Linked DNA regions of Zea mays: region 2 is linked to region 1. A link is a contact called in public Hi-C data. All regions are on one chromosome and are shown on one strand. The core of a region is the stretch at or near the end of the contact, and the rest is flanking DNA. Distances in the headings are between cores, read along the strand shown. Region 1 holds the start of LOC100284671. Region 2 holds the start of LOC542261 (aldolase 1).

Region 1 (7,820 bases), core at 1,991-4,490:
ACTCTCTCGCGTGCTCGAGAAAAAAATACATAATTTCCAATATAGTGTAAAAACACTTTAAATGTGAAAATTAATTGTGAGAAGCTATTGTGCACAAAATAGCTATAATTCTGGGCCAGGGATAAAATATTCAAACTAAACATGTTCCTATGAGAAAAGAAACAAAGTTATGAGACCATTGTTCGATTTCTCTTTCTTTTATGAGAAAGCATGCATCCACCGGTTTTATTATTGCACTACCTCCAGGTTTGAAAATTAAAGAAAACATGATAGAACAACTCTTAAAGTTTGAAGTACATGGTATCAAATAGGAGCTTAAAAGTCAAGGATTCAAGGGCATACTTTGCAAGTGCCATACTTTCATTTAATAAATGGTATTCCAGAGTGTACTCTCTGTGCATATTCATCGTATTCAGAGCCAAAGAACTGCTTCAAGAAAAATTCTTCATACCTGTTCTGGGTGAAGGAATCACAAGAAAAAAAAACTAGTTTTACTCTTATCACGAAGATGTTCATATTCAATGGGTGTTGAAAACACATAACTTGGCATGCTTCTGGAAGTTCAATAATCAAGACAGAGTCTAGAACATAAGGAGGGACAAATAAAATATATTTCAGGCAGGATACGGTATCCGTTTTGAAAAGAATCGCCACAAGACCAATGTGAATGCAACTGTTGATAATGGATTACACAGCATAACCTGGGTTCCTACTGCCCATATAAGAAAGCCAGAATACCCAGGGTGGCGCATAAACCTGTACAATTAAGCAGGTTATAACAATTAACAAATGAAACTTCTGAATTGTTGTAGGGCAAATGTAGAGTAGTAACTCAATAACTTTCGAACTATTGCAAAAGGTAAATAATCATTTACCTATACAGTCCATGCGTGATCAATTGATGCTGATCTTCATAATAAGTTCTTATAACGTGTGTGAAGGCACGTCCAGCTGTCACTACAGCAAGTTTACGGATAATTTCACCGATAATAACCATTAGAAGGCCAATATTACTGACAAACCAGAACTCCTTTACTTCCGGGAGAATAAGAATTTCTGTCAGGTGTTCCAGCATTGCAAAACCCATTGCCAATACATACTGCTTGCTAATAAGAAGTGCTGCATGAGAAGCAACTTCATTACTAACAATACTGCCAAAAATAAAGAGAGGATAATGCAAAGTATAATCTAAACTGTAAGTATCAACAAGCGACAGCCAAATGCTTCTCCAGGTGCTGTTTGATCAGTGTCCAGTAGCTAAATAAAGTTTTGAACTTTTGGTTGTATTATTTGATTGCACGTTTTGTCCACAGAAGACCTACAAAACTTTGAGAACCCTTGATATATTCACCATTTCCATCAAAGCCAGAATTTAAAAAATTAACAGTTTAAAACAAAAACCAGCATCATGCTAGGCCAAGTTTCAGGAATTATTTATGTACTTCTTAGTGTTCTGAAATGAAAATACCGTGAACATTGGTGCAACCTAATCCCTGTTTGGAAGGAAAGCATGGTTTGATCACATACTACATGAGCTGGCCCAATGCAAGCTGCAGTTGCACAAGCCCAATTAGAAGTAACTAATTCCATACTCTATTTGCTTTGATGGGAAGAGTAAAGACTCCTACAGAGATTTTATGTTTGATTTGTTCTATGCATGTATATTGGGTAGGGCTTCAGAAACAAGAGCCTACGAGTCAGATGGGAACAGGGGGCAGCAATTCTGAAATCGGTGGCTTTGCAATTCCACCAGCAAGTCCAACAGAAAGATGACTCTCAGGTGATCATCAAGACTTGAAGACTTCAGTTCTTTGCTGCTTGGAAGTCACTCTTCGCTGGCTTGCGTGCCGTGGCACCCTCATCTGGCTTGTAATAGGTTGGTTCAGTTTTTAGTGTTAGCTTCTTATGAATGGCAGGCCTAGTGCAGTGGTGAGAGCTGTCTCACTGAGTCACCAGATTGCGGGTTTGAAGCGGCCTCTCCGCATTTGCGTGAAAAATGCATGCCTTGGTTTATCCTTTCCCCAGACCCCACTCATGTAGCGTCCTCCAGCAGCAAGTCTGCTCTTCTTATGTCGATCTGAAACTTGTTGTTTGCTGTGTGTGGCATACTCGCCGTCTGAAACTGGGAAATGACTTGAAACCAGTGCAATTTACTTACCGTCCATAATGAAATTCGGTTCATCCATTGTGGAAAAAACTAATGATTTATGAAGCAATTAAATTTTTTATAAGCTTCATTTGTCAAAACATGTTCACTGAAGAACTTTGATCGTACTTTCTAATTTTCGAGATTTTAACTGAAAATCCAGGCCCACTGTGATATGTTCCTTAAATTCTAAATTCAATAGGAGCAACACTTGGCAGCTTGTTTCTATTAAATGAAACAGACAGGTGCTAGCTGCTAAAGTTGACGTAGATCAGATAGCAAGCGCAGTTTACAAAATATATAGACTACAAAGTCCACTACAAATACTCTGGCTAGGCCAAATGGCATTTCAAACCCAAGCAAGAAATTGTGAAGACACACATCTTTACTCAGCAGAAATTTGCTTCAACTACTCAGTGAGACTGCTAGAATCTAGTAACGAGACTGAGGTGGAATCTAGGAATCCCTCAATACAACTTTGATATCTAGTAAACCTCACGAGCACAAATCAACTCACCCAACGAAGGCGATCTGTTTTAACTTCTGAGCAGAGCGCTAGAATTTGGGATTTGCATAAGACCAGTTTCAAATCCACCGAATTTCACGAGCACACAGTCCAAGGCACACTCAAATCGCAAGAGACATGAGGTCATGGTGCACTCACAAGTAGCGGTGACGTTCTGGCGGCCGTGGAAAGCGGCAGCGAGGACGTACTCGGAGCCGTGGAAGAAGACCAGCGCGGCCGCAAACTGCCAGGCCTGTCTCCGCCCCGACATGGTCAGGGTGGAGATCTGGAGCACCAGGCTTGCGCTAGGGCTCTGGGGTGCTGCCGTGCTAGGAGGAGATCAGTGGCGGAGACAACCACGAATCCAAGACCGGGCACAGACACAAAGTGGAGAAGGGAGGGCGTGGTCAGGCCTCACTGCCTCAGGCGGCCGTCGGCCGGACGTGGCCAGTGCCCGGTGGCCGGGCGGGCGCAGAGGCTAGATGGTGGGAGGTTGCCGGCTCACGGGGTGGCGGCGGGCGCGTCTGGCGGCGAGGAGGTGAAGGTGACGTTGTGGAGGTGGACTGGTGGAGGCGAGGCGCTGAGATGTGCCGTGTGCGGCAGTCGCGAGGAGATGGAGGCGCGCCCCCAAAAGACTTTCGGTTGCATAGGGACAAGAGGAGATCAAGGAAATTAAATTATTTTCTAATTAATTTTTGATTAAAAGGAGATTTAATCTTCTCTTATCTTCTTCTAACCGAACAAATCTTAAAGTGACGACGATTAGCCGAGGACGAGACGTGTGGAGACGAAGACCAGGATGCGAAAGCATAGGGTTTGGTCATTATCAAATTGTTCACTTGATTTTAATATGAAACAACTTCTATTGTTTTTACAATGTTTCATCTCTATGGATTACAGATAAAGCAGTCCAAACAACTGGCTCTAATTCAAAGTGAATAGGCCACATATGTTTTGGGTTGGGCCAAGTCAGGCCTTAGCTTCGCCACTAGAGGACATGCTTGGTCGCGAGGTGGGTCGAGGAAGGGATACCGCGTGCATGCATACGCTTTTAGACCAAAGGTATACCTATGCTTTTATCCACACACACCTGTATGGGAAAAGCGAAGTTAGTACTGGCTCGCGTTTGTGCTCCTAGTACCACAACATCAGCGGTGTACCACGTCGTTGCACGTGTCGACGCTGTTATGAGATTGCGGTGGCGGTGAGAGGTTTGCAGCGCTACTAGAGATGGGTCCACTGCGATGGAGAAGGTGACGGGAGGGATCGGGAGCGGTTGCTCGGGAGGTGGGGCTAGTTGGGTTCGTCTTGTGCTCGAACAACAACATGGTTAGACTAGACCCGAAAGCAACGTGGTTGAGATAGAGAGTAGCAGGGAGCATGCAACACTAAATGAAGAGAGCCTATGCTTCAAAACATCACACTCAGAGTTATGCCAGAAACTCTTTACCAAATCCATTTCATCAAATCCAACAACGTATTCCAAGATTCATGTGGTTCGAGCAACTGCTAATCGAAGGGCATAGAGAAACCAAATCTTACAAGCTAAGGCGATAACAGATTCTGCAAGCTACACATGCATAATAACAAGGATTGGATTTGAATACAGAAGGCGAGGGAAGGGGAAGAGATTGTGTCACCACATAGTACCTTTTTGTCCTAGTGAAGGGCAGTCCATATGTGGACCCTATCTGGACTGCCAGAAGAGGTACGCACCGAAGGTCATCGCGAAGTAGGTCGCCACCCGCACCATATTCTTTCCCTTCTTTGATCTCTCTAGTTGCGCCCCTTCCTTCGGCTCCACCATCGATTTGGGGATTTTGCAATGGCTGCGGGATGTAGCTTCTTCTAGGCATGAAGTACCACCAATGGACGACCCAGTATCTCTTCCGACCTTAGAGGAGCTATATGGGTTGGACCTTTATTCCCTTATGGGTCTAAATCGGTTGTGACTATGGGCATGTTTGATACATGAACTAACGAGAATATCAATATAGGGTTAATTCTAAACTAATAAAAGCTAACGATAGCTAATTGATGATTAGAGTCTATTAATTTCCATTAACTTATAATTGTATTGTATTTTTTATATTTTCGCAAGGTGAGCTAATTTTTAGCTCTATGATAAGAGCGCTCTTATTCATATAAGTAATCACTAACACACCTTTCTAGCCTTTCTAGTCATACCCCTTCAAAGGCCCTATTTTTACACTTGTACATAGTTCCTTCCTAGCTCCCACTTAAATAGAGTCAGTGTGCGCCTAGGAAACCTAGAATATAGTGGTATATGTCAGTTGACCCCAATGCTAAGTAGTTCATCAAAGATGCCTAGAGGCAACACCCTAGGAATAGTGAAGGCATGGCACGAATACGCTCTGCCATGGTGGGTCATTCTTTTTGTCCTAATCCATCCTTGATCAACATCTACCAGATGTCTCACCACCCTCCCGAGCCATTAGCTAAGGCCCTAAAATGGTTTAGGCAAAAAGTCGTAGGAATATAGCTAAGAATTGTGTAAGTAAGGCCCCCCGACATGGTAGAACTTTATGGCCTTCTTCATGACTTTATGCATGAATGATTTTTTACCTATCCTATGAAGCCTATCCTCATGTAACTCCTTCTTTGGCCCCCAAGGTGCTAGCACACTAGCTCAACAAGCAGGAGGTGGCATACTCATAAATAGCCAATCATGGTTCAAGTACTCTCTACTTATGAAACAATTTCCTTAATTGTTTTACCATACCTTTTGGGGGTCCAACTCTTAGATTAAAATGCAACCCTTTTGATCTCTTGTATAACAAAGTCATTGCATCTTTGCACAAGCTAGGATGGGTTGGTTTCTAGCAGCATGTCCCTGTGCTAAATGGAATGATAAATATGCCTGAAGGCAGTACCCCAACAATAGTCAAATCATGCTATAGATTTGCTCTACTATGGTGGGTCACTCTTCTCGGCCCGGTCTGCCCTTCCTTTGCTCCATCACACATGGGCTTGCTCTTGTGACACCACCATTCTAAGTCATCAGCTGGGCCTTAAAGAGGTTCTAAGAGTAGCATAAAAAACTTATAGATACGTATAGTGTAAGGGTGGCCGATGATAAGGTAATTTTTATTGCTTTCTCTAAGATTGCATGTAGGAATAACCTATACTTCTACTTATGCAGCATATTGCCCTCTTAGGGGCCTTGATGCTATCGGTGTCCTAAGGGCCATGCGAGTCCTATGCGAGCTTCTTGCACTATCAAGGGCCCCATATCCCAATAGTGATAGAACTTGAGGGGGGATTTGACAAAATGTGCTTAGGACCCTTATGGCGCCAAGGGTATTGTTTATGACTATGATACCACCACTTGGCCCTAGAACAACATCGAGCCAAGGGAAAGATCAATTCAGGGTCCATGGCATTATAGGGGGCCCAAAACCTACATTGCCCTACTCTTAGTTACTAGGCCCATAAGACCCCTAGAGTTTGAGGCAAAACTACTTTGGGACCTTTCTATGCTAAGCTCTTCAAACTTATTAAACCTCATATCCTGGGGCCCATGGAACAAATAAAGCCAACCCCTTGTGATGTTAAGTAGGTCGGGTCTAGCTTGGGTGGGAATCTGACATCGGTTTGGTGGTTGTGTGAACCCGGGTCCATTCAGCCATGAAATTAGCAAGAGATTGACTTTTGACTACATGGTAGGGGGACAAAGTTGATGTTGATCTCCGCCGGCTTTGCCTCCCACTTTGTGATGCATTCTATTGAATGCGGGTTATGAAGTATCGCTAATAGTGGGAAGGATGTAACCACTAGGATTGAATGCAGCTTGGAAATTAAATAATGGCACAACTTTTAGGATGCAACAAGGATTATGTACAAATCTTCTACGTCTTAAGGTACCTTGCCATGGCATCATAGAGGACTTCGCTAGCAAAATATACAGACCACTATACATGACACACGACATAATAAGAGGGGGGTGACTCAAGGGGGTTAGGACCTAGGAAATAGGGGTCTTAGTGCAAGGTCCCATAGACTCTAACCATATCTCAACCTATAGGATCATAGTCCATCCCCACAGACCAACACATGTCTTTTCTATACACTCTATCCTCACAAATGTGCACCCGAGAGCCCTCTAGGATCATAAACAATCCCCCATAGGCCAACACGAGTCTTTTCTGCACACTTTGTCCTAACTCATGTGTACTCAAGAAAACTTCCTAGTCGGCCACCAATCCCAAAATTACTATAAGCCAATCACTCATGTGATGCTCTAAGCCAAGTGCGCAGAAAAGACTTCCCCTCTTGGCCACGTTTGTGTCTAGTTTTATCATATGCCATGCCATGTGATTATTCTAAGTCCACATGCGACATGCATCAACCATTTGCTCAAACCCCTATCCCACATGTGCCACAAAACTTTGATGGTTGGCTCTAATACCATTTGTAACACCCCAGCCACTCTCAGACAAGTGGTAGTTACTCCTGTAATCATTTAGGATCATAGACCAGCCCAATAGACCAACATGGGTCCTTTCTATGCACTTTGTCCTTAATCATTCACACCCGAGAAAACTTTTTCGTCGATTAGTCATTCCGAAATTGCTCTAAGCCAACCATGCTTAACCTAGAGGTTCTTTCAAGATAGGCTTTCGAAAAACGGGACACCTTATTAGTATGAGTATTCTATCAATCCTATTAAGCCTTAGGCCAGGATATCACATCATCCAACTCGTGCAAAGGAGATGTGGCCTCAGCTTTAGGACCAGAGCCACTTAGGGCCTTAGTAGGAACCAGAGGCTCTTATCATTCACCAAGAGACTTGAGAGATGTTTGGGCCTTGAGTGTTCATGGGAGGGGCCTACTGATAGCCAGGGGCTCCAAGCTTTCAACAACTATGTTAGGACCACTAAGGACCCTAGTGAGAGCTCCCAACATTCACAACACACTATGAGAGATGTCGAGGGCCTCTGGTATTCATGGGAGGACCTATGTCAGCTATGGTCTCCTAGATTTCAATGATTGGGTCATAGCCTCTTAGGGCCCTAGTAGGGATAGGTGCTCTCGACATTCAATAAGGTTCCAAGAGATGTTGAGGGCCTCAAGTGTTCACGAGAGGGCTGGTGGTGGCTAGGAGCACTCATCTTTCAACAATTGGAACCTTGCTGTCAGGGTTGAATG
Region 2 (7,820 bases), core at 1,677-4,176, 740 kb before region 1:
ACATCCTGGAATAGGTTGTCCGAGTTCTGCCTTGCTTTATATTTGCCCTGAGCTTAATTGGCCTAGTTTGTACCAAATCAAATACTACATATTTTAAGTAATTATTTCCTCGCCTATAATTATCGATGGGTAGGCTGCCACACTTTCATTTGGCTAGTAATGTTCCTACTACTGACTGGGTTCTTTATTTTCCTTTCCAGCTGCTGAGTTCTTTACTCTCTTCAAAATGAAACTGTGTCGAAATAAGTTTTTTTTAGAAGATATTAAATGATTCATCTAGTGGTAACGGAGAGATTACACGTTTCATTTGTAAGGGGATTAATAAGATTTAATCTCTTTCAATCCTCTTCTAACCGAACAATCCAGCCCTAACAGGTAAAACAAAATCCAACTAGCGATTTATTCATACGTCAGCAATGTGCAAAGATCTTGCGTGCTGAACTAATGATCGTGTTGTGTTATTAATATGTGTTGCAATGATGTAAGTTTTGTTTCAAACTTCAGCTAACACTTTCAGGTCTCTTGCTATGCCAATCTCTCACGAGTGTCTCAGCAAAATATGATCCAAACAAGTTGCTGTCTCCAACTCAGCATATATGAATTTTTGCCGACTCCAACTCAGCATATAGAATTGTTTTTGCCGATACATAGCCAGAATTACAGCATAGTTGATAGAACAAAAAAAGGGAGCTGCTCGATTCTCCATCGGCAGGACCAACTTACACGAAATTTAACAGCAAAGAGACTAATTAACATACAAATATAAAGATAACCATCATCCCACATAGGAAGCATGTTTTTTGGATGTCCGAAAATAAGCTCTAACGAGCAAACCACACTCCGCAACCTAGCTCGTAGGCAGGAGTTCCAAAACGGGCACGCAAAGAGAAGCAACTCAGTACTTGTAGTCCTTGACGTGGAGGCTCTCGGTGTCGGCGGCAGCATCACCCTTGTAGGTGCCGAGGGTAGCCTCAGAGTTGGCCTTGCACCTGGCGAGGAAGGCAGCTCTAGCCTTCTCCAGGTTCTCCACCTTGCCAGCCCAGGCCTTGAGGGTGCTCGCCTGGAGGGCACGGCCGAAGGAGAAAGACAGGGACCACGGCTTCTTGGTGCTGAGCTTGTTCATGGCATTGAGGTTGCGGGTGGCCTCCTCCTCGCTCTGTCCACCAGAGAGGAAGACAACAGCAGGCACAGCAGCAGGGACGGTCCTCTGGAGGGTACGGACGGTGTACTCAGCAATCACCTCAGGGGTCACCTTCTTGGAGTCGGAGCCTGGAGTCACCATGTTGGGCTTCAGGAGGGTACCCTCCAGGAGGACATGGTGCTCGTTGAGCGCCTTGTAGCAGGCAGCAAGGACGGTCTCAGTGACGTAAGCGCAGCGATCAATGTCATGAGGGCCATCAACAAGGATCTCAGGCTCAACAATTGGCACCAGACCATTCTCCTGGCAGATGATGGCATAGCGAGCCAGACCCTGAGCGTTCAGGTCGATGGCAAGCTGTGATGGCTCATTAGGGCCAATCTTGAGAACAGCGCGCCACTTGGCAAAGCGGGCACCTGCCTCGTAGTACTTGGCGCAACGCTTGCCAAGGTCGTCATGGCCTTGGGTGGTGGTCTCCTTATCAGTGCCAACAACCTCAATGGTGCCCTTGTCAACCTTGATGCCAGGGAGGACGCCTCCCTCCTTGAGGACATCAACAAAAGGCTTGCCATCCTTGGTCTTCTGGTACAGGGTCTCCTCGAAGAGGATCACACCGCTGATGTACTGGAGAGCACCAGGGCAGCAGAATAGGAGCTCACGGAGGGCACGGCGGTTCTCCTCAACGTTCTCGACATTGATGCTGGAAAGGCGCTTGCCAATGGTGCCAGTGGACTCATCAGCAGCAAGGATACCCTTGCCGGGGGTGCCAATGTAGGCAGCATTCTTGATGAGCTCATCTGCAAAACAATATGCATAATAAGCATGGCTATCTACCAGGTACCAAGGCTATACTGAATAATACAAAATGACTTCCATTATCAAATCAGGAGGCCATCCTGAATAATACAAAATAAACTTTAATTATTAATTCAGGAAGTTTACTGTTTATTAACCAAAAACTGCTTTATATATAATTGTATCGGCATAAACATCATGACTAAAAGGAACCACAGATCAAGATTAGACTAGCACAAAGCTTTAAACGATTTACATATCTGACTGTCCTAGATGTATATGCGTCCAGCATCTATTCTAGTAGCCATGAAACAACAGGCAAATATATTTAGATTGAACAAACAGGCTATATATAATTTGAAACAACCATATAAAAACTAGTCCCTCTATTTTTGTATAAAACTTGCTAGCAGGAGAATATGTTTCATCAACTGGAAACAGGACGAGCAGATGCATACCACTATATGTATGTATAAAATCGAAGCAAAAAGTAAGCAAATCCCATATCCAAACCGATCAGAGGCATCACCTTTTGGCAACCACCAAGCCCCTGGCGGGCACACGACAGCACAATCCTGTACGGATCTAAAAAAAATCCACAAATCCTACAACTGAACGAGTCTCTCAGACCTATACGAATCGTTAGGCTAGGCCACCAGATTTCTGTCCACACATTCCATTTCAAACTCCGATCTGTGGACAGTACAGTCTACAAAGAGTGTTCTCCCGTCCATATAGCCGTTAGCCTTAGCATACCCATCAATCACAGCGAGATCTGAGCGCACCAACAACGAAACAACTAAACAGATCTACGATACACGAGACCTAAAGGCATCACAAGCAGATCAGCAACGAAGATCAGCAACGAACGAGGATACGATCACGACAGGGGGGGAGGAGGAGACGATGGGACGTACCCTTGTACTTTCCGCAGTAGGCCGACATGATCGATGCTCGACGCGACGGAGGCTACGAAGATCGCAGGCGAGGTGGTGTTGGGAGGAATGGTTAAGGCAGGCGGGGGATGCGGACGACGACGGGTGTATTTAAAGACGGTTTGGGCTTGGCCAAGGGGAAAGAAACCAGCGAAAGGGGGATCTGATCTGGGTGCGCCACCGGAGCCGGCGGATCGAACCTTGTGCGGCGCGCCCGGTTCGGCGCGGCGCTGCCCCCGGTTTTCATGTGCAGTCTCGTCGACGCGGCTTTCTGGTTTTTTGTTTTGGTTGGGCTGGGCGGCCGGTTCTCTTTCTCCACGAGGCATATCTATCTATTTTTTACCATATATTTTGGCTGCTATATACAACATAGTGTAAAGTGCATCGGTGACATCGAGTCTTTTTTGTTGTTAACTGGTTATTACAAAGGCGCTTTCCAGCTTCGAATTATTAGAATAACTATGGTTTCCGTACCTTCTATATGTGGGATTATCATTTTAGTAAACACCATTCCAAGACAAAAAAAAGATAATAATTAAAACATAGAGTGCAGTTGGATACAGCATGTGATAATCATATTTTCCAATGTTTTTTTTGTTAAATATTTATTTTCGTTGTTTATATACGTAGATTCGATTATCATAGCTAGGGCCTTGGCCCGAATTTTTTGTATTTTAGCCCTTAAACAGAAGTAAAATCACGTTTAGACCTAAAAAAATTTTAAATGCAGTTTTGGACCCTTAGCTCGGCGCCATAGGCCGTGGCGCCGAGCTAACACAGCTCGGCGCCACAGGCTGTGGCGCCGAGCTGTGACGTGGCCGCAACGGCTAGTTGCGTCTAGGGCTGACCTGGCTCTGGCGTGGCGGCGGCGCGGCCTCGTAGCTCGGCGCCACAGATCTTGGCGCCGAGCTACGAATTCCTATAAAAACGCCCGCGCGGCTGGACGAGAGCAGCTCATTTCGGTCCATTTCCAAACTTCGTGAAAATTTGCTAGATTGAAAGATTTGAGTTGGTTCACTTCGTAGGCCAAGGTATGATTTACAACTGATTCGTTTTGTATATTGGGTTGTTAGTTTAATAATTTGTATACACCTATTATATTATCATTTCGATTATTAGTTTGTGTAAACTTATTATAAAGCATAATAAGTACAAGTGATAATTATAATCGTTTATTAGATGAAAGACATGTACCGAGAGGCGTTGTGGCAGAAGAGAGGTCGTCCTCGGGAGTTATATCCGGACGTATCTAGTAAGGATGCTCCTGTTCCTCCTGAACTCCCCGTGCCTAACTGTGACTGTGGCAGACTGGCTTGGGTACATCAATCACAACATCCAGACACGGCTGCTCGCTGCTACTACCTTTGTGGCACTTTGGACGTACGTAGCTTATGACTTGTCACTTAATTTTGTTCCCATTCATTATTTTGTAGATATGTAATAGTGCATATTTCCATTATTTTAGGGACATCAGAAGTGTTTCTTTTTCCAGTGGATCGATGGTCCTGATAAATTTGACCCTCGATATCTTCTTTTCGTTAATTGGTTGAGTGGAAAGACCAGTCATGAGCGTTTTAAGCGTTGGGTACCTCCTCCCCCGAATCCTCCACCAATGACGGATGCGGAGAAGGAGGTAGCAATAGAAAGACGGATGGACTCACCGCCTCGATGCGATTGTGGAGACCGTGCTGTCATCGACGAAGACTATGACAAGCAGTTCTGTTGTCCGAACATTGATTATGTGAGCCCATTGATACGCTAAATGTATGAAGTAGTTTTTATTTACAATAAATTACTAATTTTTTCTCTTGCAGCCATACGGGTGGCGTAAGTGTCGTTTCAGAGAGTGGTTGTATGGTCCTTTGTCCCATTGGCCAGAGCCAGAGGTAAAGGAAAAGAGATACATGGGGTGGGCGGCAGAAGAGGTCAAATTTGATCCAGTACTCTGCAAATGTGGTATTGAAGCTAAGTATGGATTAGTTCCTTCGGAGCTTGGTGTTGGATATTTTTGTGGACATATGGTCGATTACGATGAGGTTGGTATTTTTTTGCACCAGATGTAATGTTATAGCGGTACTTACTATTTTTTTTGTAGGAGACGAGGAAATGCAGTTGGGAGAGTTACGACGACAAAGGAGAGGTGATGCGCACAATAGAGTCCAAGAGAATAATGGGACAGAAGATGCGTTGTGGATCTCGGCTCGTTGATTCGTACATTAACGACCGCATACGCGACATGCGTAGGGAAGCAAAATCTGCCTTTTATGATAGCCCGAAGCGTGCAGAGTATAGGAGGTTGAAGGCGGCAGATGAGAAGAGAGCACATGATGCAAGGGAATGGGAAGCGGCTCAAGCCGAGAAACAGATGTTGGATAATCTTGCTGATCGCCTCAAGGGAAGTAAGTGAGATAAATGATATTATAATTATGTTAGTACAATTTATTTATTCTGACTTTGCTAACTTAATTTTCTCATTATATTTGCAGAGATTGGAAGCGGCGTAAACTATTTGGTCGATGAGGCGCATGCGAGATATGTTCAGGATAAAATGGCAACGGTTGAGCTGATGGAGGAGGACGACGACGACACATCTAGATTGAGTGAGCTTATCGCCCTCGCAGAGGCAGGATTACATGAAGAAGAGGAGGACGACATGTCAAGGTTGAGTGAGCTCATAGCACTAGCTGAGGTAGGATTACGTGCTCAAGAGGAAGATGATGAGTTTATGTCACAGGCCGCCGCAGAGGTAGAGGCAGCTTATTACAAGAAGAAGTCTGATGAGGCTGAGGCTGAGGATGAGCTATTCTCCCAAGCTGCAGATGAAGCAGAAGCCAATTATTACAAAAGAACTGGTGACAAGTGTGATGCAGGACAATGCAGCAAGTGGAATGAGGTTGTTGTTGAGGATTGCGCAACGGATGACTCCGAAGATGAGTTACTCATAGATTGTGATTCAGACTGAAGAATTGTAGCCTATTATGTAGTATTTATGTATCAAAAATAATTTAGAACTCTAAAGATGCGTTACTTATTGCTTATTATGTTTTTTACAGTTCACAAAAATTTTTTGCAAGAGTTCCCCTTGTTTTATTAACAACCACAGTTCAAATAATCACATATTATAAGACATATAAGCATTTCAACATATAATACATCACAAAATAACATGGAATATAAAAACATCCACAGAACATAGTTCTTCATAGAATGTCCACAAACAAAGTCCAAAATACAAGTTCCCCAACACATAGTCCAAAACACATAACATAGTTCATATTACAACGTCTCCAGCATAAGTCCAAATCACACAGTCCATATCACAATAGTATTCATTTCCTCCTAGTCTTACCCTTGCCCTTGGCCCCAAGAGCGTCGGTGCCTGGAGTGTAAGGGTCTCGTGGACGCCTTCTACGTGGTGTCAGCTGTGATGGCTGAGTTGTAGGCGCATCCTGCAACTGAGACGGTCCAATCTCCACCTGACCTGCGGCGCGAGCGCCAGCGCCAGCGTCGTCGTCGTCGTCGTCATCGTCGTCGTCGTCCTGGGCCACGTTCTCAAACGTGTCCCGCGTCGATCGCGACGAGCTGAGTCCTGCTGTAGATGGTCCAACTGCACAAATGGGAGGCTGAACGTCCTGCTGCATACGAGGCACAGGCAGCTGCACGTCAACGCCCGCTAGAGACCGACATCCACATCGAGCGGCTGCTCGACGAAGACGACGTGATACCCTCTGTAATCGAAATGTTGGTTAAAGACATATGTTACAACATACAAATAAACAAGTTTTCTGTTAGACATTGATACTCACTGATAGTAACGATAGCGTAGTAGTATCTGAAGTTCTCTGTGAGATACGCTCGAGTTCAACAACAGATACGAGCATAGAGTTTCCCTATCACAAGTTAAGACATTAGGATGCTCAAAACTAGACATATCCCATTGAATTGAAATCTCTAATTTTAGTAAAGAAATAGTTACCACTCTATCAAGGATTGGAGCAGCCTCAATTTGGGACCCGTGCCGAGCAGCTATGTCGAAAGCTGTGTCTTCGTCGTCTGACGATTCTTGCTCGGCGTAGTCTGCAGCTGTCCACTGTCCCTTCAACTTGCACCTAGTCACACCAGAATACCAAATCAAATACCTCCGGAAGTTGTAGTTTGTGTGCGCCTGGTCATTCTCATAGTTCAGATCCCCCTGTTGGTCCCATTCATCAATGTAATCACGATGGTGTGTCTCGAAGTCCGTGACCTTCTTCTGTCTCTGTCTGTCGAACATGCAAAAGTTAGAACCATATATTAGCGACTAACTGATATTTCAATTATTAGTTAGAATAACAAGTGCATTTAGTAACTCACTTATGAAGTTCTATTGAAGTCGAGAATGGCTCCACCGGAAACTCCTGGCGCAATCCGAACTGTCGAGCAACTCTGTGGGGCAAGTGGTACTCAACAGCATAAAAACAGATGAGGGGACACCTCATGAGGTAGATGTCCTCGTCTATTGAGCACATGCTGCTCAACTGTATGCTGGCGAAATATGGATCAAGATACGGTTGCCAAGTCACCTGCAAAAGTTTTAGAAAGCCCATGTAAGCACGCTGGTGTCCTGTTGAAAGTGGGCAGCCCACGGCGGACCTGGTACGATAAGACGTCCAAGCCAGCCCTCTGTAGGAGAGGAGTGTACCTCTCATCGTACCTCATCTCCTCCAGAAACCGGTCGTGGGTCCGGACCCGCAGAACGGGCAACACCTAGCAATCAAAAGAATTTTCATTAGTCAAATATAGGTCGCATATATTAATTCGATAATTTAATTTATGTACAAAATATTACCTCTCCCTCTGCGGTGAGACGGCCCCTGTGGTGCTCGTCGTAGTGAGGGTCCAGCAAGTGGAACTGCGCCATCCTGCAAATTAAGATATCAACATATTAGAATATAAGTTGTGTACAAAGTGTA

Evidence for each region. Hi-C and Micro-C count contacts between places; a contact is called where the count stands out from the background.
Region 2: a Hi-C map of endosperm shows a contact between it and region 1, with 2.9 times the contacts expected there. The contact joins the promoter of LOC542261 here to the promoter of LOC100284671 in region 1. A contact is called at or near these places in 3 of 25 Hi-C or Micro-C datasets (bundle sheath, endosperm and tassel).

What each region holds. Positions count from the first base shown.
Region 1 is chr3:169,647,473-169,655,292 of Zm-B73-REFERENCE-NAM-5.0, reverse strand. It overlaps LOC100284671, which reads right to left and starts at 3,240. Exons shown (of 5, transcript NM_001365697.1): 1 at 2,811-3,240; 2 at 876-1,119; 3 at 628-756; 4 at 343-451. The coding sequence starts at 2,922. The coding sequence ends at 361.
Region 2 is chr3:170,382,861-170,390,680 of Zm-B73-REFERENCE-NAM-5.0, reverse strand. LOC542261 (aldolase 1) reads right to left here and starts at 2,926. Exons shown (of 2, transcript NM_001111866.2): 1 at 2,851-2,926; 2 at 597-1,935. The coding sequence starts at 2,878. The coding sequence ends at 896. It overlaps LOC100282000 (30S ribosomal protein S31, chloroplastic-like), which reads left to right. Exons shown (of 3, transcript NM_001154915.2): 3 at 1-227. The coding sequence ends at 14. LOC103650872 (a long non-coding RNA gene) reads right to left here. Exons shown (of 3, transcript XR_564423.4): 2 at 7,697-7,769; 3 at 7,474-7,614.